Regions from separate parts of the Mus musculus genome. Here all the other regions are linked to region 2. A link is a contact called in public Hi-C and promoter capture Hi-C data. All regions are on one chromosome and are shown on one strand. Each heading gives the region's core, a stretch centred on a gene start, on an enhancer-like site or on the middle of the called end of the contact. The rest is flanking DNA. Distances are from core to core; before and after follow the strand shown. Region 1 holds the start of Actr3b (ARP3 actin-related protein 3B). Region 2 holds the start of Rheb (Ras homolog enriched in brain). Region 3 holds the start of Klhl7 (kelch-like 7). Region 4 holds the start of 1700096K18Rik (RIKEN cDNA 1700096K18 gene). Region 5 holds the start of 2700038G22Rik (RIKEN cDNA 2700038G22 gene).

Region 1 (2,700 bases), core at 145-2,644, 920 kb before region 2:
GTGAGACAGTAAGGGGAGCCAACACATGGGGGAATGGTCCACAAGAGCCATACTGATTTGAGCAAGTCTAGGGAAGTCAGCAACTTCTCAAATACAGGGCAACAAAACTTCTCTATAACGTTTATTTCCAAAAGAAAAATTAGCAGAAATAGAACATGTTTTCCAGTCTGTAACCACTGCTGGTTCCGGAGCAACAAAAGGAAAGACACATCAGTAGGAGATGGACTGTAGCAAATTAGAAGACACCCCCACAAGGTTGTCAAGGAAACCAAACCAAGTATATTTTTCTACAGGAAAGAATTGCAAGAGAACATGCCACAGACTATTCGGTGACAAAGGATTACCATCCCTTGAAAAACATTTTAAGAGGCTAAATTTATTTGCAAGCTATTTATGAAGTACTTTGTCAGCAATGCCAGCAGGTACTCCCAAACTCCCAGGTTGGAGGTTTGGCTGCCACCTTCCTAAAATTAGCTAAGCCTGACAGCATAAGCCATTCTTAAGGTCTCTTCTGAAAAATTAACATCTTCAAAAAAGAAAAGAGTTATCTACTTCCCCAAAAAGGAGAGGGCTGTTTTTTTTTCAAAATGTTAGTCTTTTTTTAATGTGTGTGTGTGTGTGTGTGTGTGTGTGTGTGTGTGTGTGTGTGTTTTAAGAGCAAAGATAAGTGTATGCAAACCAAAGCAGGAGCTGGGCTAGGCTGTGCCATTTCAGAGTGGAAAAGAGCAGAGTGGGAAAGGGGACTGGGTGTCAAGTTGACATGGCACGTGTAAACATCTCCACGAGTAGGTGGTTGGTACATCAGTAGGGAAAGGTGACACGCGCGCGCGCGTGAGTGCACAGGATGAGGACAGGTGACAAGCACCCCGGGGATGGGGGGGAGAGGAACTACTCTGAGCTCTCAGGTGCAAGCCCTGCAGAGAAAGTATCTGCAGCAACATCCCGGCAAGGTGCAGCCCACCCGGTAACCCCGCAGCCTCATGCCCTCAGCACCCCATCTTCTCAGAGCCACATCCCTTAACTCTCTAAGCCCTCAGATTGAGCTCCGTCCCCCAGCTCCCACCCCACCTAAGCTCTATCCCTCAAACTCCCCAACCCCTCAGACTGAGCTCTGTCCCTCAGCACACCATCCCTCCGTGCACCATCCCTCCGCGCTCCTCCTGCCGTCTGACCCCGCGGGGAAATGGCTCCAGGACGCCCAGCGAAGCGTGAGTGGGCGCGTGGGGCGCGGCTCTTACCCGGTGCCGCAGTCAACCACGCAGGGAGGCAGCGAGCCCGCCATGCTCGGCCACGAGGCGCTCCGTCCCCACCAGCCCCAGCGTGCCCCTGGGTGCCCAGTGCCAAGGTGCCGGGTCGCAGGCAGCGCCGCTCCCCACCCAGGAGCTGCCGGGAGCCCAGAGGCTCTGCCTCGTGACGTCACTCTACAGTTGGCCAATCGGGGACGCGCACGCTCCGCCCTCTTGTCAGCCATCCTTAGTGCTGGCAGCCCGGCGTTTTAGCCTATGCATCTATCCTGCAGTGGAAGAGATTGGAGTCTATTTTTAACATGCATAAGGTGACTATGACCCCATTTGCGAGGCCTGAATTCTTTCTCTTCTCTCCTTTTTACAAATTGCAATTTTGTTTTGTTATGTTTTGTTTTCGAAACAGGGTTTCTCTGTGTAGCCCATACTGCCCTGGAACTCTTTCGGTAGGTAGTTCAGGCTAGCCCCACTTGCCTCTGCCTCCCTAGTGCTGGGATCAAAGGTGTGCCCCACCACTGCCGGCTTATCTAGCTGCAATTTTTTTTAAAGATTATTGGCTGTGTGTCTATCTGTCGCTATGTCTGCTGGTGTGTGCATGTATGTAAGAGCAGGTGCTCTTGGAAGCCAGAGGCTTAGGATCCCATGCAGCTGAAGTTATAGACAGCTGTGAATGGGCACCAGGAATCTGAATTGGGTCTCCCGGAAGAGCAGCAAGTGCTCTTCGCTGAGCCATCTCTCCAGCCCCTTTCTCCTCTTAATTCTCACTTCAATGTTCACTTTATTCTCTACCCCAACAATCTCTTGATTTTATTTCTAACACTTAAAGCTAGTTTGGGTACTTATTAGTAGATGTTCACCTCTCCTGAATTATAGGTTCTCCTAGGGCAGGGCTTCATGCTTAACACATTTGGTGCTCCGATAAAAATCACCTGAATGTTGAACGAATAAATAACCTTCACTGTAGAAAAATACTTATGACTTTCTATGATAGAGCACTGCATAATGTATCCTGGGAGAAAATCAACATATGCATAATTAGGCTTAAGGAATAAATGACCTTAGTCAATGCCACATCAATATTACTAGGAAATATTTTCTAATATCAAAGATAGGGTGATTATCCAGCATCATTGTGGAAAGGAGACTTAAGAAGGAAAACACCTACCTACTGGAAACCCCACTTGCACCCTAAATGTTAGCCTCTAAAGTTCTTGACTGTGATGCCAAAGGAACTTTCTAGAGATGTATTAATTCACTTGGTCTTTACTGGGACTTAAAGCATTGTGGATTTTCCACAGGAGAAGAATTAGATTAGTTGACCATTCTTGGGTAATTCTTTTTTTTTTTAAGATTTATTTATTTATTATATGTAAGTACACTGTAGCTGTCTTCAGACACACCAGAAGAAGGTGTCAGATCTCATTACGGGTGGTTGTGAGCCACCATGTGGTTGCTG
Region 2 (2,761 bases), core at 260-2,759:
AAGATAGTTCAAAGGGGAAGGCAGTTATGGCTCAGTTCTCTGAGAACTTGAGTTCATCTTGGGTCCAATCCCAAGCACCGAATAAACATGGTTTGGAAGTCGGTAATCCTAGCATTTGGACAGAGAAAAGAGAATTGAAAGATCAAGGTAGCAGAACAGCACTTAATCCCAGCACCTCGGAGGCAGTGACAGGTGGATCTCTAAGAATTCCAGGCCAGCCTGGACTACGTGAGACCCTATAAAAATAAGTCTATTGTGAAGGGCAAAAAATTAAGGACAAGTGTGCTGTTCTCTCTTGGCACCTTTATTTCCAGGCCTAGCCTTTAGTTTGGACTTCGATGAACTAGGCCTAGGGTCTAGCTTTCCACCCTGTTCTTCAATATGAGGATATCTCAACTCCTCTAGTTCTCTGGAAACAAGAGCTTTCTGCCTGTACGACTGTTGTAGAAAATATGACAGCCTTCCCTTTTCAGGCATGGCCCGCCCACACCAGACAGCTAAGCCTCCTCCTTTTCCTCGGCGTTTTTGACAATGGCTGACTTTCACGTTTCTCCAGAAATAACCTCTCGAGTGTTCAGTATGAAAAGACGCACTGATCTGGCTGCAGGACTCCCACGCGCGCGCCTGTCTGTGCGAGGTGCGTGCCACCCGGCGTGTTGCCCGAGTCGGCACCAGGACTGGTCAGCTCGCGCTGCTTTTAATGGAATTTCTGACATTTGCGAGCTGCACAGATTTCATTCTTCCCACAGTTCCTCAGCCACGAATAAAGCTTAGTCACCACCCACGTTAAGCCCAGACTAAAGCTAACATAGCAGGACGGTAATTTGAAGTATAGACAAGTGCGAAGCGAGGTGTCAGCCAACCTACAGTCCGTCAGCTAGGGCCACGCGCCTCGCTCCTTTTAAGGGCCGGCAGGCGCAAGTCGGCCAACGGCTCAGCACTTCACCAATCACCGTGCTTCACGCCTCTGGTTCCGCCCCCGCACCCACATTAGCCAATCACTGAGGAGTTGCCTGCCCGCCCGCCCACCCGCCGGTAGGGCCACGCTTTTGGACCACGCAGGCGCCCCGCCGAGCAAAAGCAGACAGAATTTATTTTTAGCTCCCCGCTGAGCGGCACCTCTCCTTGGCTCCACCCTTCCAATCCCCAATAGAAGACGGAGTTTCCATTGCGTCATCGCGCGGCAGTCTGGGAGCCGTCCAGTCAGAGCTCGGGCAGGATTGTCGTAATTAAAAAGCGGCGGAAGTAGGTGGGAGGGTCATGACGCAGCGAGTTTCGGTCGTGACTTTTCCGGGGGCTTTGGGGCGTCTCCGCTTTTTCCCTTTAAAGTAAAACGTTTCCCCGACGCTCCCCCGCGCGTTCCGGGCTGGGAGGCGGCGGCGGGAGGCGGCGCAGACGGGGCCGCGCGCGGTCACGTGGGTGTGTTGTTGGGGGAGGGCCCGCGCGTTCGGTTCCGGGCGGTTGAGCGAGCTAGAGAAGGAGCGAGCGAGCGAGCGAGCGAGAGGCAGCCGCGCCCGCCGCCGTGCTCTGTATGCCGCGTTCTCCCGGCGCAGCCGCCGCCGATAGTCTGAGCCGGAGGAGCCGCCGCCGCCGCGGTTAATGTGGTTGGGTCGGGGCTGAGCAGGCCACCAAGATGCCTCAGTCCAAGTCCCGGAAGATCGCCATCCTGGGCTACCGGTCTGTGGGTGAGTGGCGGCCCGGGCGATGTCGGGGCTGAGCCCCAGGACGCGGACGCGCCTGCGAAGTTTGTGGCGGCGCGGCCATGTGGCGGGCGGGCGGGCGGCGCGCGTTTCATAACCTCCATTTTGAGTGGAGGCGGCGGCGCCTTCCCCTGTCCCCAGGCGCGGCGGACAGGTGGCGGGGCGGCAGGCCGAGGCGGCCGCGTCCTTCCCTCGGCGTAGGAGCCGCGGGCCACTGCCCGGGAGTCTTGCGGCCCGGAGCAGCCTAGTCGGATCCCCGCATCTGTCCCGCCTTCTCTAAGCACGGTCTGTCCCCACCCGTTTCCCCAATCCCACAAGCCCCGGGCATTTCAACAAAGGAAACCTCTCCTTGTGACCTTTCCATCTGCAAAGAAGTTAAGCCTTTTAAAGAAAACAGGGAAACTTCAAGACGTTTGGCTACCAAGTTTTCCGCCTCCAAGAAACCTAGACTGGACCCCTCACAGGCCAGCTAGGTAGCATCTGGCAGCCAGCACAGGGAAGAGGAGAAAGACGTCTCTAATGTGTCCTATTTTTCTTTTCCCCTTTGAGGAGAAACAAGGCCAGGCACTTGGAACCAGGCTGTTAAAGTAATTCAAAAGCCCGTTTGTTTTCCTAACACCACCACCAAGCGATTGACATACATTTAAAGTTGTTCCTAGTAATCACCTTTTTGCCGAATAGAGGTGGTCCTGGGTGGGGTGGGGAGGGAACGCGGTGTCCAGACAGTAGTATTCAGTCCATCGTGTGATACAGGACATTTGAACTTAACCACGCTGCAGGGTGAGGCTTTATTGTTTTTGACCGACCGGAACAGGGGACTGTCACGTTCATCTTTAGTGCTGTTTGAAAGATGTAACTGTCTCCAGAAAATGTGCGTTTGACAGGGACCACTGAGGAGTGGAGAGTCTGGCAGTAGAACACCTTCCCCACTGGATGGGCTCCTGCTAGGCGGTTCATTCTGCGTTCTCACCCTGCTTTCCACTGCTGGTGCCCGGCTCTGTGCTCTTTGACCAAGATCAGTCAGGGCCTGCTTACTTTTCACCTTCTCTCCTCAAGAACTG
Region 3 (2,700 bases), core at 24-2,523, 740 kb after region 2:
CTGTAGATCTCAAAAAGGTTACACAAAAAGAACACAAATATGAAAAGAGATGCATTTTAATAAAGAAGCCAGCCATTCACAGCTATTTCAGCATAAAAACCAGGAAAGATATAGGCATTGAAAACATAGTATCTATCCGCTACAACCAGAGCAGTGTGCCATCTTGTGAACAAAGAGAAGACTGCTGCGACCAGTGTTTGGCCTTAAGAAATCAGGAGTTGGTATCTTCCGAAATAAATCTTAAGATTCTTCTGCTGCCCATACTCACAGCAAAAGCGTCAGAAAGCCGAATTAGGTTTTTTAATCACTCAAGCTTATCTGTAGTGCTTTGTCCTCTTGAAAAACAGATTTCAGAGTCAACAAACTGACAAACATCCCCAGAATCCATAATGTGTTCTCTACCAAGTAAAACTCACGGAACCAAAAACCAACCAAGTGGTGTTCCCCTGCTTACCGGTCTATTGGAGGTTATAATCTAGTTAATTCTATCAAACACCTATCTACCGTCTCCATCGTTAAGCCGTGCCTTTCATAACCCACCTTTCAACCAAATGCTGCGGTTTCTCCAATACACGGCAAAATCAAAGACAGCACAAAGAGATCCTCTTGGTTAACAGTGGCGCCAGAACCCTTAGAAAACTGCTATTTACTGGTGACTGGCGTCGCCCTAAATGACAGGTGATTTATCAACTCGTGCCACTTGGGTGACAGGGCGGCGGGGCGGGAGCCTCCCTCCGAGAGCTCCAGATGACACCGCACGGTAAGGGAAGGCTCCAGGCCTCACGGGGAACTGGATGAGACCGGTTACACAACCGCCCCGGAGGCCCCCCGCCCGCCGCAGGAGTCCCCGTCGAGCGGGCCTCGGAAGCCCCGTGGCGGAGCAGGCCGTCAGCCAAGGCGCCGGCCCCGCCGCCAGCCTCCGCCGGACCCCTGCCCACCGCCCCGCACCGCCCCGCACCGCCCCGCACCACCCCGCACCGCCCCGCACCTGTTTCCTCATGTTGTTCATGACGCCCATGAACCCCGCCAGCAGCTTGGCTTCTTCGCGAGCCGCAAGTTTCTTCTCAGTTTTCTTCTTGCTACTCTTTTCCACGCCGGAGGTGGCCATCCTCTCTTTGCCCTCTGCGGGTTCGCGGCGACAGTTTGCCCGCCACACGCGGCAGTCTGGAGCACGGCTTCGGCGGCGGAGCTCGGAGAACTGCGGGAAAGCCGAAGGAGGACGAGACGAAGCCAACTCGGCCACGGTTGCAAGCGAAGGGAGTCCCAAGCATGCGCACTGGGTCGGGCGGGGGGGGTGCGCTCTAAGGAGGAGGGGGCGGGGCAGTGCGTCACAGCCACGCGACGCCCTAGCAACCGGCTGCGTCGCGCGGTGCGGCGTCCTCAACAGTGGGTACCCTTCGGCCTGATCCAAGCTCGCGTGTGCTTTTCTTCTACCAAAGGCCGACTTCCCAGGTTTAGATTTCGTGATGATCTATTTTGGATAATTGTGTAATAGAACAAACTAAGACGTCTCCCTATGGCGTAAGCTCCCTGAGAACAGGGTCAGTTCTTCACTGCCTTTTCAGACTGGGGCTCATTGTAGGCGCTCAGTAACTATTACAGGAAAATTGCATACTGCAAGGCAAAGGTTATTTAGGATAAGCACAAGAGTTACTTGTTTGAGATTCAGAAAGCAAAACCATTGTCCTGTCGATTTCTCCTCTCCGTGACATGCCTGCCTGTTTAGTAGGCTGTCTTTCTCATTAAAACAGATCTGGTGGGTGATGGTGGTGGTGGAGGCAGAGAGTGGTGGACTACTGAGAGAAACCCTGTCTGGGGAAAAAAACAAAATCAAAAAAACCAAAAAACTAGAGAGCAGGTGTTAGTTCCAGCCAACTTTATTGAGGTTTCCCCGGGCAGTTCTACTGGAATACAGAACTCAGTCCTAGAACTCACAGAAACATGTTCATAATGAGTTTTTTATTTTGCTGTTTAGGAATACACAGGACTGAAGTCGTTATTTCTAGTAATGAACTTTCTACATAGCCTCAGTTTTCTACCTAGATGTATGAAGAACTAGACAGAAGTTTTATGTAAAATGATCTAGACCGCTGTTGATCTAAAACAATAACTGCTTAAAAGAAAATTAAATAAATTATTTTAAGCTGCATAGGGTCAGCAATGGCCTAAAAAGGGATTGAACATATCCTGGACAGTATGTTTCTTTATAAAAGAGATTAGATAAATATATTTATCTGCAGGAGGTGGGGGAAGAAAGTTAATCAAGGCGTTTACCAGATACACTGGTGGGAGCATCAAGTTGGTGGACCACAGCACAGTGAGAAAATCCTTTTGGAAGTTTTAGACGTCATATATATATGATGCCCCCTTTCAACATGTTTTATTTAAGATAACTTTTAAATTAAATATATTCTAATCATATTTTTCCTCTCCCTCAGATCCTTCCAGATCTTCCTGTCCCTGCTCACCCAACTTTTTTTTTTTTTTTTTTAAATATATTTATTTATTTATTATATGTAAATACACTGTAGCTGTCCTCAGACACTCCAGAAGAGGGAGTCAGATCTTGTTTCGGATGGTTGTGAGCCACCATGTGGTTGCTGGGATTTGAACTCCTGACCTTCAGAAGAGCAGTCGGGTGCTCTTACCCACTGAGCCATCTCACCAGCCCTCACCCAACTTTTAAGTTGTTTGTCAAAC
Region 4 (2,700 bases), core at 47-2,546, 690 kb before region 2:
AATGCGTTCCATTCCTAGGTAAAAGAATAGCATGCCCACAAGTTGTCCTCTAACCTTAATGCTCTCACAGAAAAATAAAATCATACACAAACATTTTTATATATTTAAAGGCAAAGAATTCTTAACCAAATTGACTAAAGATAGGAACAGTAATTCCCTCTGGAAAATTAGCTGGCTGTAAAAAATGAGTTATAATGAAAAGACAATAACCTCACTATAAAGGCCTGTCTTGAATTTTAATTTTTTACAAGATTGGACTTCCAGTTCCTAGTAATGTACATGGTAATAAACATGAAGAAGCATTATTCAAATGTAAATGCTAATTGTTTTTATGTTTAATTTAAGCACTATTTTTTTTTTGTTTGTTTTGGTTTTTTTGAGACAGGGTTTCTCTTTTAACCATGGCTGTCCTGGAACTCACTCTGTAGACCAGGATGGCCTCAAGCACTATTTTTTTAACCAGACTTAAAATTAATAGAAGCGAAAGAATCTTCAGAGTGGGAGGGGCTTCAAGAAAGAACGACAAAAAGGCTATACAGGCTATTTTAAATGTACAAAATTTATATCTGTGTATACTGCAAATAATGTGCCTTCCAAAAAGGCTAAAATGTAAAGGCAAAACAAATTATTTCACTGATGAACCACTCATTTGGTAATGTCTTTCTTTACATTTGGGTTTTTTTTTTTAAAAATCTAGAGATACTGAATAGAAGTATTCACAAAATATCCATTGGTTAGAGTACGGTGTTCGAACGAAAATGAAAGGTTTGTAACCGGTCGTTTCGCTGTAGTACTGTAAGAAAGCTTTTAAATAATTAGTGCAGAATTCCAGCGTAGTATTGCAACCCAGCGTCTGTGGCCATGTCACCTTTAAGTGTGTGCAGTTTGGAAGAGCAGAGTTAGTTGGGTATTGTTAAAACAGCGTCGTTGTGTCGTGCGGGGACGTTCTCATCTTCTGAATGAGCGAGAGGGAGAAGGGCCCCGCCGTGGTCCCCTAAGCAGTGAGGCTCTGGGCGAATAATCGCACGGGATGCTGCGTGACAGTGGCTGGACGCCCGCGCCATTGTGAGGTCGGCGGCGCGGATCCGAACCTGTATTACTTCTCGGTGAGGCGGACTTGCGGGCCCTTGGACCGAGGTCAGCTCCGAGTGGAGAACAGGTAACTCAGGGGCCGGATCCCTCCGCGACAAGTAGTGCGCTGTGCGCTTTCCCGAGCCCACGGCGGGCGCCGGAGATCGCGGACCTGGCTCCCGGAGGATCGGCGGGCACTGGCCCGAAGGCTAGGAGACCTTCGGCAGCCCGAAGGCTGGAGCGGGCCGGCGAACGGCAGGTGTCCGCCCCGCCCCCACCCCCGCGGGCAGGAAGAGGAAGCGGTGCGGCCCGGCCCCGGGGCCACCCGCAGGGCCTCGCGGGGCGGGGGCGCCGGAGCTACAAGAAGCGCGTGACCTAGTTCGTCCCGAAGTGGACTTGACAGGTTGTCATCGCGGCTCCCCGCCCCCACTGTCTTCCGGGTCTGGCTCCTCCCCCACCCTCGAGCTCCCACTGGCCTCGCCCAAGCTGTACTCCCTGCCATTGGCTTCAAACCAGGGGCCACGCCCCAACCCAGCTCGCCCTGCCATTGGCCACGCGTCCCAGGCCGCTCTCCCAGTCATTGGCTTCGTCCCAGAGGCCCCGCCCCCAGTCTTGCTGGTCCTCGGGTTGGCCTTGCAGCGCCCCTCTTTCGGCTCGTCCTCCTATTGGCCCCTCGCGCCAGGCGCCTTGCCTCCTATGGTCCGCGGTGGATTCCAGCTGGTCACTGTTGAGTTTGTTCCCGTGGGCATTCCGGTTTCTGTCGGCTTCCCTCCCTCTTTGCTGCGTTTCTTCCTGCTTTCTTTGGGTCTGGGAGCCCGGGCCTCGATACCTGGTCCCGGTCCCAAACTCAATGTAGCAGCGATCTACATTTGCCTCTGTACCCCGCCGCACCCCGCCCCTTTCAACTCCTTCTTCCCCAGCCCCCACGCACACCGCCTTCATTCCCTCACACCTCTCCTTAAATTCGGCTGAGTGGAACAGACTTCATTTCGAAATCAGGGAGAGGGGTTAAGTGATAAACGTCAATATCAATATTAGCTGGTTTTGGTTCCAGAAAGGAACTGGACGGCCCAGATCATTCAAACATTTTGTTGTTGATGGTGGTGGGGGTAGTGCTTTTCTTTGGGTGTGTCTTAGGTTTGGAGGTTTCTTCAAACAGGATCTCACCTCTCCCTTTGTATCTCTGACTGGTTTGGAACTCGCTAGTTCCTTGGTACGGGGTTTGACTGCAGAAGCCAGAGAGGGCGGCCGCTGGGTTCCTGGAGCCGCTGGTTGTGGGCCACCTAACTTGGGGGCTCCTCTGCAGAAGGTTTCATCTCTCCACCCTGGGATTGAATTTTTTTAATTAATTTTCATTTTATGTGCATTGGTGTTTTGCCTGCCTGTATGTCTGTGTAAGGATGTTAGATTCCAGTCGGAGTTACAGTCGCAAGCTACCTTGTGGGTGCTCGGAATTGAACTAAAGTCCTCTGGAAGAGCCAGAGCTGTGAACCTGAGTCATCTTTGCAGTCCCAGGACTTAGTTCCTAAAGTGACCAAATTTGTTACTCCAAAAATAATAGGCTGCCTTTCCTGAGTAGCAGTCAAATTTCCATTGTTTATGCAATATTGACATTTAAAATTTACATGT
Region 5 (2,700 bases), core at 76-2,575, 990 kb after region 2:
ACTATTTCCACCCCAGAAGCAAAAACTCTTAATGTTTAGAAGCAAATAGTACTGCAGGTAATAGCAGTACTCTTCCTTTAAGAAAGTGAAACATTTTCTCTGATTTCAAAACCAGAAGCAGCGTCAGATGTGTCTCCTGAGCCTGAATGAGGAAGGGAAAAATAACTCCTTACCTTAGAAGGTGGCTCATGCTGCCCTTCACTCTCGAAGGGGCTCAACAGAACCCTAACCTCTAACGGAAAGAAAACTACAACACAGGGAACTTGTTTACAAGAGCCCACAAGCCTATTTTTCCTCTAAAATGTCCTTTACCAGGCACAGTGGCTTATGTCCATAAATGCCAATACTTAGGGTCCTAGAGCACAAATATTCTCTGGGCCAGTATGACAATCTGTCTCAATAATCTAATAATCTTTTAAAAAGATTTATTTCTTCTATATGAGTGCACTGTTGCTATCTCCAGACAACACCAGAGGAGGGCATCAGATCTCATTACAGATGGTTGTGAGCCACCATGTGGTTGCTGAGAATTTAACTCGGGAACTCTAGAAGAGCTGTCAGTACTCTTAACCACTGAGTCATCTCTCCAACCATGATATTTACTTTTAATTGGTGTCTCAATCAGTCACCTCTTAAACAGGGAGGACTCCTGGGTGCTCGCTAAACACCTATACCCGGTCTTAGGAATTCCAAATCACGATTCCTAAATCATTGCTTATAAGTCACCTTGCTTAAGTGCTAATCCAGTGGCTCAGATTTCTCCCAGGACCCAAAACCCAGACAGGCTGGGTCTGTGTCAGCAGTAGGGTAATCCAGGTCCTGTAGGCAGAGGTCCCTGCTGGACTCGGTTGCAGGTATCCGCCTGAATATACCCTCAAACCTTAAAACAAATGAGCACAAAACAAAAAGCCCAGCCTTTGTGCCAAGCAGCAATTAAAGGACACGTGCGGCGGCGAGGACGCGCCTGCGTGGGCGAAATCACCCCTGCCCTTGCTGACACTGGGATTATCCTGCCTCCTGCTACTTTCCGAGCTCTGATCTCATTCGCTTCCTAAATAGTCGATGTCCCCGTCATCGGAGTCCTGGGCGGGCGGGAAGCCCCGAGTGTGCCCAGGACCCGGGCTGTCCGGACGCCGCGCCTCCATCCGAGAGGGGACAAATCCGGGCAGCGCAAGGCTGATCGCCTGTCCCACACAGAAGGGACGCGTATGGGCAGGGACCCGCGCCACGGGCGAGCGCCGTGAAAATCGCCAAGACCACGTGGCGTGGTCCTGGGACTCGCAATGGGGAGAGTACTTACCAGGAGCGCGCCGCGGCGGAAGAGCTGGGCGCCAGGGCGGGACCGAGTTTAAAACCGACCGGACATTGAGCACCGGGGCTCAGCCAACCAGAGTGGCCCAGCGCCCCTCCTGCCCGCCCCTTCCCCCGTTCCCGCCTGACTCCAGCGCCGGCCCTCACGCGCCCCCTGGCGGCACCAGAGCCACTGGCCCCGCCCGCTTCCCCAAAAAGACTTAAACTATGTCTGTCTGTGATATTTGCATGTGCTCAAAATGCCAGACATAGGTGTCAGCTTCCCTGGAGCTGGACTCACAGACAGCTGTGAGCCTCCTAAATTGAATGCTGGGAACTAAATTCAGGTCCTCTACAAGAACAGAACACTGTTTAAGCGGCAAACCATCTCTCTAGCCATGTAAAAACAAAACGTAAACCAACCAAACAGACCAAAACATCCGCCATTAAATTCCTGCTACATCCTGCCACAAGTAAGCCACCTTTTATTTCTCCTTATAGCAACAGCCCTCAAAAGAGTTGCCTACTCTTTGTGTGCTCTTGGTATGTTAAGCGTCACAGGCCACTGAGGAACTGAAAAGTAAGACACCACCATGGTACCACTTACACACTTATCAAAACGCCTGCACCCCAGACCCCACTCATCCATTGCTTGTGGGAACGCAAGAGGAGAATTCAGAAGACAGTGGTGTAAGAAGGAACCAACTGAAGCCATTTGGAACAGGCCTTAACTCAAAGTTTAAGTTCCCAAGACCTCCCTGGGTAACTGACTTCCTGCTTGGTGAGTAGAAGCATGGATGCTAGGTGAGTGCACTTCAACATGAACGCTGCAGTTGAGTCCTGTAGGAACAGAGTAAGTGCACCACAAAGACGTGCTCTTAAGGAAGTCCCCTACCCCTAAGTCCTGATTGGTGGGATAACTTAGCACAGACGTTTATGGATTTCAAGCTTAAAAGCCCCGTACCATTCTGGCTTGGGGTTGCAGTTCAGTTCCTGAGTCTCTTCTATGGCCCTGATTGATCAGCAGCAGCCCGAGTGCAATACATCTTTGTCATCTGCTTAAATACTTACTAAGATGTTCGAAGACGCAGTCAGACGGAGTCTGTGCTGCTGTTCCTAACTGGTTGATTTTTGCTGCCTAATTCAAATAAAGATCTTGCTTTGGGGGGACTCTTGAACCTGCTCGGGTTGTTTTGGATTTTTAGACCCCAACACAAGAACATATCTATAGGCACCTTAAACTGTTTCTCTATTTGTTTCTCAGTATGTGTACGTGAGTGTCTTTGTGTTTGTGCTCGTGTTGCCCATGCACGTGGAGGTCACAGGTTGGTGTTTCTTTCCCTCAATTATTCTCCACATTATTTTTTGAGACAAGTTCTATCACTGGGCGTCACTGACTCAGCTAGACTC

Evidence for each region. Promoter capture Hi-C pulls out the DNA fragments that hold promoters and counts their contacts. A called contact is a pair of places that touch in the nucleus more often than the background predicts.
Region 1: a contact with region 2 is called in a promoter capture Hi-C map of stem cell-derived epiblast-like cells, with 3 times the contacts expected there. The contact joins the promoter of Actr3b here to the promoter of Rheb in region 2. A contact is called at or near these places in 4 of 39 promoter capture datasets (embryonic stem cells, pre-B cells and stem cell-derived epiblast-like cells) and 2 of 115 datasets of contacts at active chromatin or transcription factors (embryonic stem cells and forebrain).
Region 3: a Hi-C map of CD8 T cells shows a contact between it and region 2, with 2.9 times the contacts expected there. The contact joins the promoter of Klhl7 here to the promoter of Rheb in region 2. A contact is called at or near these places in 1 of 484 Hi-C or Micro-C datasets (CD8 T cells) and 1 of 115 datasets of contacts at active chromatin or transcription factors (bone marrow-derived macrophages).
Region 4: a promoter capture Hi-C map of pre-B cells shows a contact between it and region 2, with 5 times the contacts expected there. The contact joins the promoter of 1700096K18Rik here to the promoter of Rheb in region 2. A contact is called at or near these places in 6 of 39 promoter capture datasets (the 3T3-L1 cell line, the C10 cell line, the HPC-7 cell line and 3 more), 1 of 484 Hi-C or Micro-C datasets (embryonic stem cells) and 3 of 115 datasets of contacts at active chromatin or transcription factors (large pre-B cells, microglia and pancreatic cancer cells).
Region 5: a Hi-C map of CD8 T cells shows a contact between it and region 2, with 8 times the contacts expected there. The contact joins the promoter of 2700038G22Rik here to the promoter of Rheb in region 2. A contact is called at or near these places in 2 of 39 promoter capture datasets (both in liver), 2 of 484 Hi-C or Micro-C datasets (B cells and CD8 T cells) and 1 of 9 other capture datasets (liver).

The regions. Positions count from the first base shown.
Region 1 is chr5:25,758,667-25,761,366 of GRCm38.p6, reverse strand. It overlaps Actr3b (ARP3 actin-related protein 3B), which reads right to left and starts at 1,394. Exons shown (of 12, transcript NM_001004365.2): 1 at 1,239-1,394. The coding sequence starts at 1,282.
Region 2 is chr5:24,841,109-24,843,869 of GRCm38.p6, reverse strand. It overlaps Rheb (Ras homolog enriched in brain), which reads left to right and starts at 1,509. Exons shown (of 8, transcript NM_053075.3): 1 at 1,509-1,685. The coding sequence starts at 1,634.
Region 3 is chr5:24,099,163-24,101,862 of GRCm38.p6, reverse strand. It overlaps Klhl7 (kelch-like 7), which reads right to left and starts at 1,273. Exons shown (of 11, transcript NM_026448.3): 1 at 989-1,273. The coding sequence starts at 1,108.
Region 4 is chr5:25,528,614-25,531,313 of GRCm38.p6, reverse strand. 1700096K18Rik (RIKEN cDNA 1700096K18 gene) reads right to left here and starts at 1,296. Exons shown (of 1, transcript NR_027388.1): 1 at 1-1,296.
Region 5 is chr5:23,849,222-23,851,921 of GRCm38.p6, reverse strand. It overlaps 2700038G22Rik (RIKEN cDNA 2700038G22 gene), which reads right to left and starts at 1,325. Exons shown (of 4, transcript NR_045042.1): 1 at 1,301-1,325. It overlaps Gm42228 (a long non-coding RNA gene), which reads left to right. Exons shown (of 2, transcript XR_880875.3): 2 at 1,792-2,468.